Linked DNA regions of Mus musculus: region 1 is linked to region 2. Evidence: chromatin contacts called from public HiChIP or PLAC-seq data. All regions are on one chromosome and are shown on one strand. The core of a region is the stretch at or near the end of the contact, and the rest is flanking DNA. Distances in the headings are between cores, read along the strand shown.

Evidence for each region. HiChIP or PLAC-seq counts read pairs in DNA pulled down with a chosen protein or histone mark.
Region 1: an H3K27ac HiChIP or PLAC-seq map of heart atrium shows a contact between it and region 2, with 6 times the contacts expected there. The contact joins two enhancer-like sites. A contact is called at or near these places in 4 of 484 Hi-C or Micro-C datasets (cumulus cells, embryonic fibroblasts, lens fibers and 1 more) and 1 of 115 datasets of contacts at active chromatin or transcription factors (heart atrium).

The regions. Positions count from the first base shown.
Region 1 is chr10:71,191,609-71,194,782 of GRCm38.p6, forward strand. It overlaps Gm34328 (a long non-coding RNA gene), which reads left to right. Exons shown (of 3, transcript XR_380563.3): 2 at 1,637-1,707. Among named protein-coding and RNA genes, the nearest start is that of 1700113B09Rik, 8.5 kb to the right of the region's middle. Within about 2 kb of position 1,368, at least 33 of the 459 cell types and tissues checked have an H3K27ac peak or open chromatin away from gene starts, as enhancers often do. A contact at or near this core is called in heart atrium, where this site is marked.
Region 2 is chr10:70,812,973-70,816,012 of GRCm38.p6, forward strand. No RefSeq gene overlaps it. Among named protein-coding and RNA genes, the nearest start is that of Gm40689, 16 kb to the right of the region's middle. Within about 2 kb of position 1,544, at least 24 of the 459 cell types and tissues checked have an H3K27ac peak or open chromatin away from gene starts, as enhancers often do. A contact at or near this core is called in heart atrium, where this site is marked.

The DNA.
Region 1 (3,174 bases), core at 118-2,617, 380 kb after region 2:
GAGTTCATCCCGGAGTCCATGCAGTTCACTTCAGGTCAACAGAGGCTGTTGAAACCAGAGAGTAAGAAGGAGTCAGAAGATTAGAACACACTGATAGAGTTAGCATGAGGCCAAGCAGCAGAGCAGTTCAGTCAGAAATGGAGAGAAGCCAGTTTGAATCAGTCAGTTTTGAGAGAAGCTTGAGCCAGAACATCTGAGTTGAACCAGCCAACTAGCGTTCAGAAAGAACTAGGAAGGGTGAGCTTATTCAGAAGTGAACCTTTGAGACAATAATTATAGCAGATGAATAAAATTATTTTACATACATGATAGCTTTTTATTGTTATTAGATGCAAGTATATACATGTAATAAACTATATATACGTACATATATATAGTTTATACACACATACACACCCTGCTCAGTTTGTACACTGTTACTTGTAGACATGTTTTCAAGGCTTTGGATCACATTTCCAGGGGTCTCAGCCATAACCGATTAGCCCTCCCATTTATTCCTACAGTGACATAGTACATCGTGGTGTTGTATGTAGCATGTGGCTAAGGCTGAGCCTCCTCCAAGGGTACATCCCTCAGTGACTCAAGGTCTACTCCTAGAATGACCTCTTATAGGCTCCAGCTACCCTTGATAGAGCTGAACTGAGGGCCAAGCTTTTATTACACAGGTCTTTGGGAACCACTTAGGATCTGAGTTCAGTCCCAGCACCCACATCAGCTAGCTCCTACATGCCTGCAACCCCAGATGCAAGAGACCCCATATGTAAACCACACACATATGGCAATACACACACACACATACAGAGAGAGAGAGAGAGAGAGAGAGAGAGAGAGAGAGAGAGAGAGAGAGAGAATAAAATAAACCTTAAAAAAACAAGAGTGCAGTTGATGCCATAAATGGTAAAGAACCAATTAAAATTCAGTGACATGGTCTCAGTAGCACTCAAGGAAGGCAAAGGTGAAGATATTTGCCAGTCCATAGATGGTCTCCATCATTTCTGCTAGAAGATGGACAAATGAAACTGGTGGTGGGGGGGTGTGCACGTGTGCATGCATGTGTGCGTGCATGTGTAGCCACGAGATCTGGGCAACCAGAAGTTGCTATTAGGAATCTCCTTTTTCAGCCCTATATCCAGAGACAATTTCCCACAAGTCAGCCTGCCTGTGTTCTGCAGGAGACATGTGGATCTTTCTCTCCTCTCTCTGCTAGTGTTTGGGAGTTGCAGAATCGCTCTAAAAATAAATGACCGTTTTAAGGGGTGAACAGGAGTTATCTAGGAATGAAGGGGTCAGACCCAGGCTCAGCAAGACAAGGTTGCTTTCACAGCAGAGTCGAGGGCTGAGCAGGGCGTCCTCAGTGGTGTTTTTCATCTCTGGCTGACTTACGCAAGAAGTGCTGGGTTTCAACTTCTCCTGACACTCGCAGCAAAGGGGATGTTGGAAGTGCCGCCCGTTACAAAATCAGAGACAAGATGGAGTTTACAGAGCCTGGGATCCGGACTGGGACATGGCCCAGGAGTCTCTGTTTCTTGTGGATGACACAGTCAGCTCGATGGGTTGTGTTTGTCTGGTTGTGATATGTAAATAATCTCAGTTGTGTATTTACACTTGAAATTTTCACTGATTCCTGTTATTTCAGACCACATAACGCCCACGAGGCTACGGTTTCCTGGAATCCCTCGCTGGAATCCACGAGGAGTCACTGGGTCGGTATGCTATCTTTTGTTGATAATTGAGAACCTTTTGGATACAACACAAGAAGTCGACACCCGCCCCCCCCCCCGACTCCCCCACCACCACAACCCCTGCTGAACTTGGCTTTGTGTTTGAAGAGTTGCAGCAACATTCTGTCTGTATCCAAGCTGGAACTTCTTGGGACTCTGTGACTATGGCTCAGGTCTAGTTCCAAGGGCCTCCATAATATAATTCAAAAACAGAAACAAGATCCTGGCCTGATAAATTATTCATAGATCTGCTTTGGACCTCATATTGCACAAGAGTTATTCAAAAGGCCTTTCTTTCTTATTTAACTACAGTCAAGCTGCTGGGCAAAGATAAAGATTTCCGTGGGAAAGCAAATTAAACGGCCCCGTGCCGTTTATCACATATGCCAATTTTAACTGAGGACCCACCGGGATATTAAATATTTTCCACATCTGATTACAGAAGCGAGAGAGGAAACACAGATGGAGGAGGTGACTGTACTTTGGATGAATTTGTGAGACCAAGGATACAGTTGATATAGATCATATTTTCTTTTCCTAAATGCTTGTGAGTGAGATAGTCTCTAGGAAAAATCTCTCTGGTCTGAGATCAGCCCAGGAAGATGAGAAGGCAGACGTGCCTGGCAGCATTTAAAAACTAAAATACAAGGAGCAAAGTTGATAAATAGGGAATTTTTTTTACAGTTCTAAGATTGGATAAGTTTATTAGGCAAATTTATGTGAAGAAAATATGAAATAGCCCCATGATCAATGCCTAGTGAGGTCAGTGGAGATCACGATGTGCACATTTTGGGTAGCGGTCAGTGGAGGTCACGGTGTGCAGCTTGCACTCTACTGCTAGCATGCTGTGCATTACTGGGTAAACTGCTTGCCCTTTCTGAGCCTTCATTTCTTTCTCTGCAAAATAAAGAGGCCTAGGCAAATCATCTTAATTCCCCTGTTTACCTTAAAAGGTAATTTTCTACTGTTCGCACACTTCCAGATGTCTATGTAATAAATGTTTTGGGGGAAATGAATGGACCTTTCATGGGGTTTGATATGAAAAGCTCTCTGGAAATTGATAACTTGACTTTTGTTTTATTCTTTTTTGTCCCCCTATCCATTCAACAAAAATTGATGTTTAAAGTCCAATGCCTATTATGAACTAGAGACTGCAACGTCCCATAAAAGCTCCCCATATAAGAACTCCATTGACGCTTTGGTGACTTTATAGTCTGATGCCAAACAGAGGCACATACATATATAGATTTATTTAAAAAGTATTAAAAGTAAATGAAAGAAGTATGTGTGGCAAGCTTCGGCAGGAAAGAGAAAGCGCAACCCTGGCCTGAAGGAGGAGATGCTGATGGGCTAACCGAGGAGCTGAGATTGCTTGGTCTACGTAGGAAGCGAGAGGGATACCACATAAAGCATGGAAGTAGAAGTTAGCACAAGATGTAGCACGAGGTGAAGG
Region 2 (3,040 bases), core at 294-2,793:
TGGGTAATGACGTCACCACCATCCATACTCAACTGGAACCTCCTTCATCCATGGCGACAAACAAGACAACTCTTCACAGAAATGCCCACAGATCCACCTTATAAAGACAATGACTCAATCAAGACCCTTATTTTTTCCTTTTCAGGCTGTGCTGAGTTGGCAGGCCATGGTGACTAGAGCAGACATAGGAATCAGAATCCTTCTTCCCCAAATGATAGAACTAGACTGCTCCTTCCAGAGAATAAGCCACAAAGCCTCAACTGCTCCTTCCTTTCTTCTTCCTCAGGCAAGAACGAGGGGATACTGTATGCGCAGGACTTGGTAGGCTCGCCCTTTGTCTCCACCACTACGTCTAGTCCTCTGTCCCATCATTTCTAGAGTTCTTCTTCTTCATGGAAGCTAAGCAAAGAAATAATTTTCACAGGGTACTTAGGTTTTCATGTCTAAAACACACAAAAGCTTTAAGATAATTTATTTTGTTTTTGTCTTATTAATTTCTTTCCTTGCAGGAGTTGGTTGTGGTTTTCTTGGTACATAAGAGAAGGTATCTCCTTTTAGGTCCACTAAGACTCATAGCTTTCCTAGTCGAAACTGGCCTGGGCCTAGACTGACTCTCTCTCTCTCTCTCTCTCTCTCTCTCTCTCTTCCTCCCTCCCCTCCCCTTTCTTTCTTCCTTCCTTTCTTTCTTTCTTTCTTTCTTTCTTTCTTTCTTTCTTTCTTTCTTTCTTTCTTTCTCCATCGTATTCTAGGTACTGGGCTCAATCCTCAGGCTACTGAGATGAAAAAAATATGTATCTGAAGACAGTGCCAGGACTCTGGGAAGTCATCCTGAAGTACAAGAAGAAGGTCTGAAGGAGTAGCTCTCGTGTGGCAAAAAAGCTCCTAAAATTCCCATGTAGCCTGGCTGCTGGCTGCCAGGGTGGCAGGTTAAGTTAACTGAATGCATGAAGATGAATGAGGACTTTCTTAGCAAATCTGAAATTAACTGGGAGAGAAAATGAGTACAACTGATCCAATAGTAAAAATGAGAGATGGGATTGGCTCAGCAGTTAAGAGCACTGGCTGCTCTTCCAGAGGTCCTGAGTTCAATTTCCAGCAACCACATGGTGGCTCACAAACATCTGTAATGGGGTCTGATGCTCTCTTATGGCATGCAGGTATACATGCAAATAGAACACTCATATACATTAAATAAATAAGTAAATAAATGAATATGAGAGAGAGAGAGAGAGAGAGAGAGAGAGAGAGAGAGAGATCAACAAATAGCTGTTGAATCCATCAATGGATGGCTGAGTGAGCAAAGAAACGCAAGGTCTGCCTCAGTGGATACTTTTTCTCTCAAAGCATTTTTAGAGGTAATGGATTGCTTCTGGGTGGAATCCCCACCCAGGTTAACAGAAACAAACAATCTTAGCTTTGAAGTTCAAGGACCCATTGTTTAAAGGTAACATTTTTTTTTAATTGTTTTTCTATAGCTACCTTGAAACGCTCATTAACCACTGGGGACTACAGTGTCACCACGTAGTATCCGTTTCAGACTCTAATGCGTGTCTGCCATCTACTGGCTGTATAGATAGAGCTGCAAAATCTTCATCTCCTTTTATCTGTATGTCCATTTTCTCTGGAATTTTCTAAGTTGTTGAAGCCAGGAGGGGCTTAGATTCCAACAGGCCCAACCGTTTCATTTTCCAGCCATTTCCCGTGGAGTGCAAATGATTGTAAAAGTTTGTGTTATTAACTGGTGTAGCGGGCTCTGTTTTGGGTCTCAGTAACTCTGGACGCCAACAGATGCACATCTGGAGAATTGTGTTGATGTCAATAGTTCCTAGGGGAACGGTGAGACTGAGCCTTGTTCCCAGTTACATGCCAGGAATCTCTTACTCCTCCATAAAGCTCCTTGTATCTCAGAAAGCAAATCTGTTATTTTGTCCAAGGATTTCCTGGATCAGAAAACAGCTGTAAAAAGATCCCAAGAGGAGACGAGACTTGGAATTCGCACCAAAAATTTCGGCAAAGTTGTGTGTGCTGTGTGCCATGTGCCATGAGCGCTCAAAGCATCAGCTCAAAACATAACAGCCGCTCCTATTCCAAAATGCTATGCTCGCACATGGAAAAACTGACAAACTGAATTTGAAAGAGGCAGGAGCCAGAACACTCACCGGAATAGCCAGGCCTAGGGAAAGCATTCCAGGAAGATCTCAGAAGCAAGCCTGGCAGAATTGACTCTGGGAACGTCAAGTTTTGCAACAGGCACATGTTTTAATTTTTTAAGCTACCTCTTGAGACTGGCCTTAGCCATAGTCATCCTTTTATTATGTGGGTTGCCTGGAAAATGCCATTTAACGTTCCTGAGAACACTGCAGAGTCAAATCAAACCAAACATCTCAATACCAGCTGACAAGAATCTTGGCCTGTGACTCTCAAAAGCAAAAATGCTTCAAAAATAAAGAAAGGGAGATGGAGCTGCCCATGGAACCTTCCAGAAACAATTCTCTGAACCAAGGGCTCTGAACCTATTGAAGAACTAATAAGGACAAACAAGACAGTCATTTGGATCTGGGACTTGGGAAAGAAGCAAGGCTTATCGCTGAGGCAATTGTTGTCCTGAGAGACCTGGTGCAGATAAATGCTATAGGGTCCTAAAAGGTTATAACAAGGGAAAGTTCTTCTCTGTGTGTGTTGGGTGGGTGGGTGAGATCAGATTCAAGAGATTTGAATATTCATGTGTGCTCTGCATCCCCACCCTCCATCCCCAGAGAGGTCACTGTTGAGCCTGAATCCCTGTGGGCTCTTTATCTTAGCCCAATGCCTGTGGTCATGAACAATGCTGTTTCTAGATATCAGAACTCTAGAAGACTGATTACTAGAGAGACTGAGACAGAGACAAAGACAGAGAGACAGGGACCTTTTACTCTGAATTTCAGTGTCTGCTTTAAATGAGAGCTCAGAGATCTGGATGAATCATTCATGACCAGAGGGAAATTTTTAAGATCTGGCTATCACAGGGGCTGGGAAAATGGCTCAGTGACTAGGAGCACTG